Linked DNA regions of Triticum aestivum: region 1 is linked to region 2. A link is a contact called in public Hi-C data. All regions are on one chromosome and are shown on one strand. Each heading gives the region's core, a stretch centred on a gene start, on an enhancer-like site or on the middle of the called end of the contact. The rest is flanking DNA. Distances are from core to core; before and after follow the strand shown.

Region 1 (5,389 bases), core at 1,736-4,235, 980 kb before region 2:
TCTTCTTTTTTGATTTTTTTTGTCATGTTCATATGAATAGAATGTGAGATTGTGTGTATGTGCATTTGTAGTCTTGATGATGACACATTTATGCGCATGATAAATGTTGTGACCGAAGATTTTGTCTCTCAAGATTTTCCATCGCAAGAATATGGTACAACATTTCATGATGAGAATCTTGACATGGAAGAGAAGGGTTTTGTTGAGAATGCGAAGGGAAGAACTGCAAACTATGTTTTATCTTTATGTTTATGTGCACTCTTGTTTGTTGGATCATGAACTATGATTTTTTTTGCTTCAAATTAAAGCCAGATCCAATCAATAAACAGCCCTGCCTCCGGGATCGCTCTCGCGACTCTGGAGGCACCCCAGCCGCCAGCAACCTCGGTTCCCTCCTTTCTCGATCCTCCTCGCCGTCGCCGGCGGCGGTGGGCCACCTCACTTCACTTGCGCCATCCCATCCCCTGACCCTCCTCTCCCGATCTGGCCTGGCATCTGGTTTGTGATCTGCTTGCGCTACTGCTGCTCATCAATGATAGTTTGGCCCGGCCGGCGCGCGGTGGGAACTCCATATGAGGCATAGCTCCTCCGTGATGAAGGGTTCTACCCGTTCATGGCTTGGCTGCAGGTCGGTGAGTCCATCTGCCCCCTGTTTGGATCTGATGCAACGGATGCGATTTGTGCGGATCCTTCTACGGGCTTGGTTCCTGGCTAGTCCTTTGCCTTGGGCCTGCTATTTCTGGCAGTCAATCTATGGAAGCCATGCAACGGATCAGCGACATACGGCCTAGGTCGGCGCCCAGATTGCGGTGGCCACAAAAAATTCTTCATGAGGGTTCGCCTCTCGTACCGATGGTGTGGGGTTCAGTCGGAAGGCTTCTTTGTGAGTTTTGGCTGATCTCACTTCGGCCAGTTTGCCTTCGGCGATGAAAGGCAATCTATGGACAATGGCTTGAACCCAAAGGATATGGTTGTGCAACGGCGGCGATGGATTTCTAACCCAGTGCATGTAGTTGCCGGGATCACAGAAAAGTGGCGGCGACAACACATAATTGACTTCGACTTGGTGGTGCTTCCCGAGCACCCGGTCTTGAGCTCCGGGGTGAAAACCCTAGGTTGACCCGAGGTTATACCTGGCAATGATACCTTGTTGAAGGCATTGCTCCGATGTGCTCTGGACTCGTTCTTCAGGGTGAAAACCTAGATTCTAACATTTGGTTGTTGAATCCGGCAACGACGACGCTTGACCGTCATTCCTTCCTGAAGGTGTTGCTGTTGAAGAACCTCGTTGTCCTTGTGATGACAAGACATGGTTGGTGCGGATATGGTCGTTGTTGTAGTTTGTCGATCGTTGTTTTGATCGCTTTGGAGGTTTTTTTTATCTCGCTTAAGCATAGCTTTGGTCTTGTATGACTTTGCTATTTGCTGTCGTGTTTTTTTGTGTGTGTGCGTTCGTGTTGGCTGTGTGCATCCTAGCTATGCAGAGGCCGGATGCGTGCTCATTATGTTTGTATTTACTTGATGCTTCATTTTGAGTCAATAAAATCCATCCTTTGTCGAAAAACTTATCTGAAGTTGATGTTGAATTTGGCATATTGTTGATTATGTGTGCGATGATCTTGAAATTGTTGTGCTGCTGGCCTATTTTTACATCATCTATTGGAGCGGCTGCCGCGCGGCTGCCCTATTTTACATCATCGTTGGAGTTGCACATTTTTGGTGATGTAAAAAACCACTTTTTGGTGATGTAATTTTACTCCAACCACTTATTGGTGATGTATTTTACATCATCTATTGGAGATGCTCTAAGTTGGGAACCAACTTATGTTGTACAAGTGTAATTATGCCACCACATGATGCAGAAGCACAGTGATTCAATGACTAAGTTCTACCGTGAGATCTAGCAAGATGAACCCTCTGCAGTGGTCATTTCATCCCCAAGGCCACACCAACAGATCTTCCAATACTTGTGACACACCTTACCTTCTCCAATCACACCCCTCGCATGGTCACACCAAGTGTGCTGGTGCACAATCCAACAATATCACGATGCATCTCTCCACTGATTTATGTATGCACGCCAATGAAAGATGAAACTACAACCACTAGTTCACAAACAATGATTTCAACTGCTTCATCCCCAAACCACTAAACTTATAGATGTAAGACACGGAATTCCCAAGCGCTAAATCACAACTGGGCGTCCAATCTACCCTGCAGGAGCAACCAAGTGAAACCCAGACGTGAACTGGGATACCAAGCAGTGATACCTCATTTGCTACTCGCCGCTGATTTACTACTCCACCCCAACCCACATCCGTGCACACTCTACCAAGATCGTCTACACTGGCAGCAAAAATGCAGCAATCACCCGATTACCAGCATCACCAAACTAATTTGATAGAGCAAATGAATGGCCAAGGGAAGGTAGCATCCTGGTTCCTAAGAAGCAGATCATGAAGCAAGCAAAGCAAATCCATACTGGCGAGCATACTACTACTACTACTACCGATTTGAGCAGTTATTAACGGGAAGCGGCAAGAGGTAGGAGTAGTAATTAAGAGACGGGAGGCAAGCAGGCAGTCACCTCTCCTGACCGGCTGTGTCCCAAATCTGGGCCTTGACGACCTTGCCGTCGACCTGGAGGCTGCGGGTGGCGAACTCGACCCCGATGGTGGACTTGGATTCGAGGCAGAACTCGTTCTTGGTGAAGCGCGAGAGCAGGTTGGACTTGCCGACGCCGGAGTCGCCGATGATCACCGCCTTGAAGAGGTAGTCGTAGTCGTCCTCCGCCCGGTACGCGCCGCCTCCGCTGCCCGCCATCGCCTCCCTGCCTCGCGGGTCCTGGACCTTCTTCCTCCCCGACCTGCTAGTGCTGGGCTCTGGATCTCGCGGGGTCTGGGTGCAGCGTTGGCGTCGCTGTGAACGACGACGGAGCAGTAATGGGCGACAGCGACACAGTGTGAACTGGCTGCTGCTATGCTATGCAGTCGTAATAAATCTGAAATGTTTATTTGGTGCGCTGTTCTTGTGCATGAAACCCCCTGCGATTTTATGATTTTGCGACTATGACAATAAACACAGAGCCTTTTTATCGTTCCCTTCTTCTCCCAGTGATACTTGAATCTACAAGGGGGGCAGCGGGAAAAGTGCTTTGCCTTTCGTAGACTCCGCTCCAGCGCACGCGAGAAAGAGAAGAAAAGCGGCGACGCCTCCTCCTCGTCGGTGGGTGCGAGCGAGCGACCGTGTCCCGCGCCGTGCGAGGCGGGGGAGTCCGCGGCGCGCGGGCTCGGCTCGTGATCCGGTCGGCGCGGTGGATCCTCCCTGACGCCGTCGGCTCAAACGGCGTGCGCTATGTCGACCCCGTCCCCGACTCCCCGTCGGTCGTTTTTCTATCGAGGACCACGGCCCCCGCCGTCTGCTTCCCCGTGCATTGGTGAATGCGGCTACAGGGAATGCCAGCGGCGCATCCGAGATCCTGCACATGAACACACATCGGACCCCGCGAGCCGAATCAATATCACACCGCATCCACGGGATCTCGGGTTCCACGGAAACGACCTCCGTCCCCCGAATACGCGACGTTTTTTTTTTACTTTGTACGGTCGACCAATAAAGTTTTTGAACAATATATAGAGTTTCTTGTGCGAGTAATATATAGAGTTTTTCCCATGAACGTGTAGAAAAATACTCTTTTTTGCGAGAAGTGTAGAAAAATACTTCATTCTAAGATGCTTCATCCAAACTGACGACTTTTTCTCCGAGCGTTTTCCCCTCCTTTTCTCGGTGGCTAGGCAAAATCTCCCCTCCAGACTTTGCCGATGAGCCCGTGGGTTCGTCTTCCCTCTGCATGTCGCTCTGCGGTCGGTGGTGGGGAAGGGAATTTCAATGCCTTCACTCTGGCTAGTAGTTTAGGGTAGTGGCTTTATAGTCCTCGCTGGTGCGGCGCTCGGTGGATGGCGGTGTTTTTTCTTTGAATTTGTGTTCCGCACTCCGAACCTCCTCAAATTCGTCCATTTGTATGTGGTCAACGGAGCTTCGGCGTAAATTCATGTTCTCTCCTTGGGGTGGTGACTTAGGGTTTCTCGTCATGCGTTCGCGACGGCTAGATTTGGTGTCAGTTGCTGCAGATCTATTCAAGGGTTCAACGACGACAACTGCGGCTTCAAGGTGCTGGCCCTTATGAGCACGTGCATGAAGACTTCCCGACTGTCATCGACAAGGTCAAGCCGACTCTGGCAGGGGAGCGTCGACGGCTTATTTTGACAGCGATAGTGGTCGTCTGGTGGTCAAAAGACTTCAATGTAATTTTTTATTATGCTTGAGGTGCATTGTATTTCTAATGAACTTTTATGATAGATCTGAATCTTTTTTCAAAAAAATATTTATCATGTAGCAACTTCTCATATTAGCCCCTCTGGTAACAAAGTTTAAATTTGTTGAGTCATCATTCGAGCATGCAGAGGTCAGGACCTTGACCAAAAAAAACTCAGCATATTGCAATACTGCTCTCCAGACTACCTTTCTATATCTTAAATTCAAGGGTTATATAGTCTAGTGTCCAAACCTCATATGTGAGTTGGACTCTCCCAAAAGTCAATTTGTAAATCGAAATGTATGGTACTCCTCCTCCAGAGGAGCAAATCAACCAGGCATTTTTTGCAAATTGACTTTGTTGGTATGGGCGTATTTGGTTGCTCGCATGAATTTTGGCCCCCTTATACGAGTGCCCTCGTGAAGCCTGGTTGAAGGGATACATCACATGGGTCGTGTTCTGCAACCCGTTTGGTTGCCCACAAAGCTCTAGGTTGCATTAGGGCAACAAAAACAAAAAAAATAACATTTGGTTGCCTATGTTTTAGGATTTCGACGGGCCTGATGCAGTACGTGGTGTTTGATTACACACATTCGGTGACGTGGTTACGTTGCACTCTATGTGGTGAGCTTACCATCTACCACCGTAATGAATTATGTCATTGCATGCTACATACCATCATAAAGAGGGATAGGATAACAGCAAAACCACAACCACGACGAATTGGACGGAGTTTAGAGTTCTCCAGTCTGCTTAACCCAATTCGACATATACCCTAACCACAACTTCATGATTGCTCTTCTTTCTAGGTGCACAACTTAGAGTATTCATCCTCTGCCTCCTAGAAAAACTCTCTATAGCAGTTGCGCTTGTAATCGTGCACTTGTTCATGACATGCTTGCCATGAACTGTGGAACCTCCCTGAGTACACCACATACCACTTAAATCTAGCAAGACAAAAGAACAAAATTTCAACAAGCAAGACAAGTTGACAAGAACATATGGACCATAAGCAACATAAGCATGCATGATTCATATACCCAAAAGCACCACAGGTTCATCCTACCTACTATG
Region 2 (5,363 bases), core at 465-2,964:
ATTGGGCAGCGGTGCTCGGTCTCCACGTCACCTACACGTCGGCGCCTGTTGCTGCCCGCTGCAGGCAAGTTAAGCGCGTGCCAGCCACCGTGAATGTGCTGGCCAGCCGCGACGCTGCCCCTCGACACGACGACGGCGGCGCCATGCAAGCTGGCGTTTGGGGACGACGAGACGAGCGTGCACCGCCGATGGATCTCATTTGCCGCTTGGGGGACTCGAATTCGGCTTCCAACCTGGAGAAAGTTTGGCCCCAGCAGCAGCCACTTCGCCCGGAAGGTCTCTTTTGACGAAACGTGCGTTGATTCGTCCTGGCTGCTGCTTAAAAAAGTAGATGGCCGGCTTCTTGAACTGCTTAAGCGCCTATGCGCTTTTCATTAAGAATGACCACTTGGATTATGTTAAGCTTAACCTGTAGTACTAGTACGAGTATTACTTAACTCATATAATTGTCCTTCTCAGAATCACGACTGCTGAATGGCCACGGCGAGGCGAGATCTTATTTTTCCGGTCGAGGGTTGCAAAGCTGCTTTCAGGAGGCCCTACCCACCTCATCACAAAAACTAGATAACCTGTTGTCTGTTGAGACTTGAGACATAGTAAAAGACAACACACAACTTCCAATCTGATGAGCCTGCCACGGCATCGTAGTTGCGGCCCGAGGATGCGATGCGAGCGACGCTCAACATGATGGATTCTGAACCACAGGCTTTACCTTTGAACCAAAAACCACAGATTTGTTAGCCGGGACTCCAAAAAGATCTTAAGGGCATCTACAATGGGGGTGCTAAGCACGGGCGCTAGGATCTAATTCCCGGTAGTTTCAACAGAATCCCATTCAATCCCAGTAAATCAGCTAGCGTCGGCGCAAAAGATGTCACTGGGTGCTAGGGGTGTTTCTTGTTCTTTTTCTACTTTGTGTAGCGCCCGTACATTAATTCCAGCGTTGGAAGCTCGGACACCAGCGTGGACACTAAGCCAAAAAATATTTATTTTCCTTTCCTAAGCGCCTGGTTAAGCGCTTGTGCGTTGTAAATGCCCTAAATGCAGCAGAAGGAACAAAACAATACTATTACAAACGAGCATACAGGAGCGGTGCGCAGGCAGTTCCCCGGCGCGCGCGTCACGCCCTGCGTCACCCGGGCCACGGCGTCGTGGCCGCGCCCGCACCGGACACGTTTTTCTCGCCCACCGGAAAAAGAGAGGACGAAATGAGCCACCGGAGCAGTTAAAATGGCCAGCAATTATGTGAGCAAGCAGGCCCACGACCGGTTGGATCCGGTCCGTCCGTCGTCCAGCCGCACCTGTAGCAGCCCGCATCGTAACCGTTAATAAGTGAGTGCGCCCCACACGGGGAGGGATGGTGGGGCGCGTGACGCCAGCTGGCATTGGAGAGTGCGAGCGCAAACCTTATCCCCTTCGCCCCCCGTTGTGCGCACCCTAGATAGGCGCGGTCCACGGGGATCGCACCCACCGACCCGGAGGCAGCCCGTTGCTGTCAGTGGGCGGCAGTCCACGAGGGAGTCGCGCGCCGGGCCTCAGCCTAACCCCCACCCCACCCCGTGGAATATACGGGGCGCGTCCTCCTCCCCCGTCCCCAACCTCTCGCCTCCGGTTTCATTTCCAAACTCGAAAACCCACCACGCCACTTCTCCCACCCCCCTCCCCTCGCTCGCCGTCTCTCTCAGATCAGATCGGATAAGATCAGAGAGGGTGCGATCTCGCGGTTTCTGCTGGAGACGTCGGCCGTTCCGCGAATCCGAAGGGGCCAGATTCTCCGGGCGCCTGCTTCAGCCATGATGTCGCGGTCGTATACCAACCTGCTCGATCTCGCCGAGGGCAACTTCGCCGCGCTCGGCCCGGCCGGCGGCGGGGCGCGGCGGAGGTCGGGCTCGTTCGGGATGAAGCGGATGTCGCGGGTCATGACGGTGCCGGGGACGCTGTCGGAGCTCGACGGGGAGGACGAGTCGGAGCCGGCCGCCACCAACAGCGTCGCCTCCGACGTGCCCTCCTCGGTGTCGGGCGAGCGCCTGCTCGTCGTCTCCAACCAGCTCCCAATCCTCGCGCGCCGCCGCCCCGACGGCCGCGGCTGGTCCTTCTCCTGGGACGACGACTCGCTGCTCCTCCAGCTCCGCGACGGCATTCCCGACGAGATGGAGGTGCTCTTCGTCGGCGGCGTGCGCGCCGACATCCCCCTCGCCGAGCAGGACGAGGTCTCGCAGGCGCTGTACGACCGCTTCCGCTGCGTCGCGGTGTTCCTCCCCGAGTCCCTCCACGACCGCTTCTACCACAGCTTCTGCAAGCGCCAGCTCTGGCCTCTCTTCCACTACATGCTCCCCTTCGCCTCCTCCGCGTCCACAGCAACCTCCTCCTCCTCCTCCTCATCGTCGGCTCCCCCGGCTGGCAACGGCCGCTTCGACCGCGGCTCGTGGGAGGCATACGTGCTCGCCAACAAGTTCTTCTTCGAGAAGGTCGTGGAGGTCATCAACCCGGAGGACGACTATGTGTGGGTCCACGACTACCACCTCATGGCGCTTCCCACCTTCCTCCGCCGCCGCTTCAACCGCCTCCGCATCGGCTTCTTCCTCCACAGCCCATTCCCCTCGTCGGAGATCTACCGCACCCTGCCTGTCCGCGAGGAGATCCTAAAGGCGCTGCTCAATTGTGATCTCATTGGCTTCCACACTTTCGATTACGCCAGGCATTTCCTCTCATGCTGCAGTAGGATGCTGGGAATCGAATACCAGTCCAAGCGTGGGTACATTGGATTGGAGTACTTTGGCCGCACTGTTGGGATCAAAATCATGCCAGTGGGAATTCATATGGATCAGTTGCAGGCGGTTCTGTGCTTGCCGGACAGGCAGTGGAGAGTTTCCGAGCTGCAGCAGCAGTTTGAGGGGAAGACTGTGTTGCTCGGTGTGGATGATATGGACATCTTTAAAGGGATCAATCTGAAGCTTCTTGCCTTTGAGAATATGCTGAGGACGCACCCCAAGTGGCAGGGACGAGCAGTGTTGGTGCAGATTGCAAAGCCAGTCCGTGGGAAGGGTAAAGATCTGGAAGCCATCGAAGCTGAGATTCGTGAGAGCTACAATAGGATCAATGGAGAGTTTGGCCGGTCCGGGTACAGCCCTGTTGTTTTTATTGATAGGGATGTGTCTAGTGTGGAGAAGAGTGCCTACTATACGATCGCGGAATGTGTGGTAGTGACCGCAGTAAGGGATGGGATGAACTTGACACCATATGAATACATCGTCTGTAGGCAGGGGACACCTAGGTCGGAGTCCTCATCGGAGGTGACTGGGCCGAAGAAGAGCATGCTCGTGGTGTCAGAGTTCATTGGGTGCTCACCGTCTTTGAGTGGTGCTATTCGGGTTAACCCATGGAATGTAGAGGCAACTGCAGAGGCGATGAATGAGGCCATTTCAATGTCTGATCAGGAGAAGCAGCTGAGGCACGAGAAGCACTACCGTTATGTCAGCACTCATGATGTTGCTTATTGGTCGAAGAGCTTCATCCAGGACTTGGAGAGGGCTTGCAAGGACCATTTTAGAAGGACATGCTGGGGCATTGGATTGGGATTTGGTTTCAGGGTGGTGGCCTTAGACCCTCATTTCACAAAGCTTAACATGGATTCTATTGTTATGGCTTACGAGAGGTCAGAGAGCAGAGCTATATTTCTTGATTATGATGGAACATTGGTGCCTCAGACTTCCATCAACAAGACACCTAGTGCAGAAGTTCTGAGGATTATCAATACCCTCTGCTCAGATGAAAGGAACATAGTTTTTATTGTCAGCGGGAGAGGCAGGGATAAATTGGGCGAATGGTTTTCCTCGTGTCCGAAGCTGGGTATTGCAGCTGAACATGGCTACTTCTTAAGGTACCGTCTTTCATCTTGACACGTTTCTTGATAATGTTGGTAGCAGGAACTTTATAATCTTATTTACCTTATGATCTTGATATAATCAGTAACAGCAATACAGATTGTGCTAATCTGTTAATTAATAATCAGATATTACCAAACAGTTAACTACATTTATTTCATGGCTTGTTCTTGGTGTTACCTGCTATAATTATCAGAATCGTTTTGGTTTCTGAAACTGGAATGTTATAGACTGTAGGAAAAAGTTCAGAAAAATAACCCCATAAGGATGGAATGGAGAGTGTGAATAGGGTGATGGTTCCTTTCATGTTTGGTCTTGTCATGTTTGTAATTCAGTATTGATAGTACATGATACGGAGTTATCTTTAAACCAGTTCAAGCAGAGTCGAGGCAGTTGCCGTGTTTTCACCCCCCATGATTTCATATGTATCTCTAGTATTTGTTCACTCGTTATTCAGCACAACTATGTCTTGGTATTTTCCTTGCTAAGTCACCTGAAGAGCTCATATAAATATGAAAACTTTAGTGTTTTCTTGGAATCGGTCATAATTATTTGCTTCGTTACTTAAGGTAGACAATAATACCTCTGCTAACTTTGCTTGGCTGGCTACTATCAGATTTTCTCAAAAAGGAGCAAACAATTAAATTAGTTCTGTCTAAACATGTGTAGGTGGAGTAGAGATGAAGAGTGGCAAACGTGCGCCCAGGCTTCGGACTTCGGATGGATGGAAATGGCTGAACCAGTGATGAATTTGTATACAGAATCAACTGATGGATCCTACATTGAGACCAAGGAAAGTGCTTTGGTGTGGCACCATCAGGATGCTGACCCAGGCTTTGGATCCTCACAGGCCAAAGAGATGCTTGATCACCTGGAGAGTGTACTGGCAAATGAACCAGTCTCTGTCAAGAGTGGCCAGTTTATTGTTGAAGTCAAACCTCAGGTTTGTGCATCTCCTTAATTTCTCAAATACCTTTCTTCATTTATTTATTTTTGCCATTTAGCTGACAAGTTCACCTAGAGAGTATCTACCATAGAAAACGCATGTCACTTTTTTGTGTATAAATAAACTTTATCAGTCGTTTCCATATTTGTCCTTACTAACTTTAGCCAGTAGCTTTTGTTTTGCCACAGTAGATAACCTGTTTGTTTTGTAATCTGTATGCAGTTATGTTAGGTGTGGTTCTGCTCATTGGAAAATATAGTAGGCATTTGCTAGTTGTGTTTAGCTTTTCTCTTGGTTGGGAAAGACCTTATAAGTGCTGACGACCTGTTTAACTTATCTTGTGGTTGTAGAAGAGCTTTCTGAAAGCAGCTTTAAGCAATATGGGCTGCTTTGCCGTAGTTTTGATATAATCATATGTGCATGCTCATTAGCTTTGTTAAAAAGCAAACAGTGTCATGTCACATTGCAGGGCCTTAACTAATTCACCTCCCCACCTACTATCAACATTGTTCTCTCTTCTGCAAGTGTGTTAG

Evidence for each region. A called contact is a pair of places that touch in the nucleus more often than the background predicts.
Region 1: a contact with region 2 is called in a Hi-C map of leaf, with 4 times the contacts expected there. The contact joins the promoter of LOC123079171 here to the promoter of LOC123079168 in region 2. A contact is called at or near these places in 2 of 5 Hi-C or Micro-C datasets (both in leaf).

Annotation. Positions count from the first base shown.
Region 1 is chr3D:400,596,581-400,601,969 of IWGSC CS RefSeq v2.1, reverse strand. LOC123079171 (ras-related protein RIC2) reads right to left here and starts at 2,985. Exons shown (of 2, transcript XM_044501859.1): 1 at 2,588-2,985. The coding sequence starts at 2,823.
Region 2 is chr3D:399,614,505-399,619,867 of IWGSC CS RefSeq v2.1, reverse strand. LOC123079168 (probable alpha,alpha-trehalose-phosphate synthase [UDP-forming] 7) reads left to right here and starts at 1,714. Exons shown (of 3, transcript XM_044501857.1): 1 at 1,714-3,880; 2 at 4,554-4,827. The coding sequence starts at 1,794.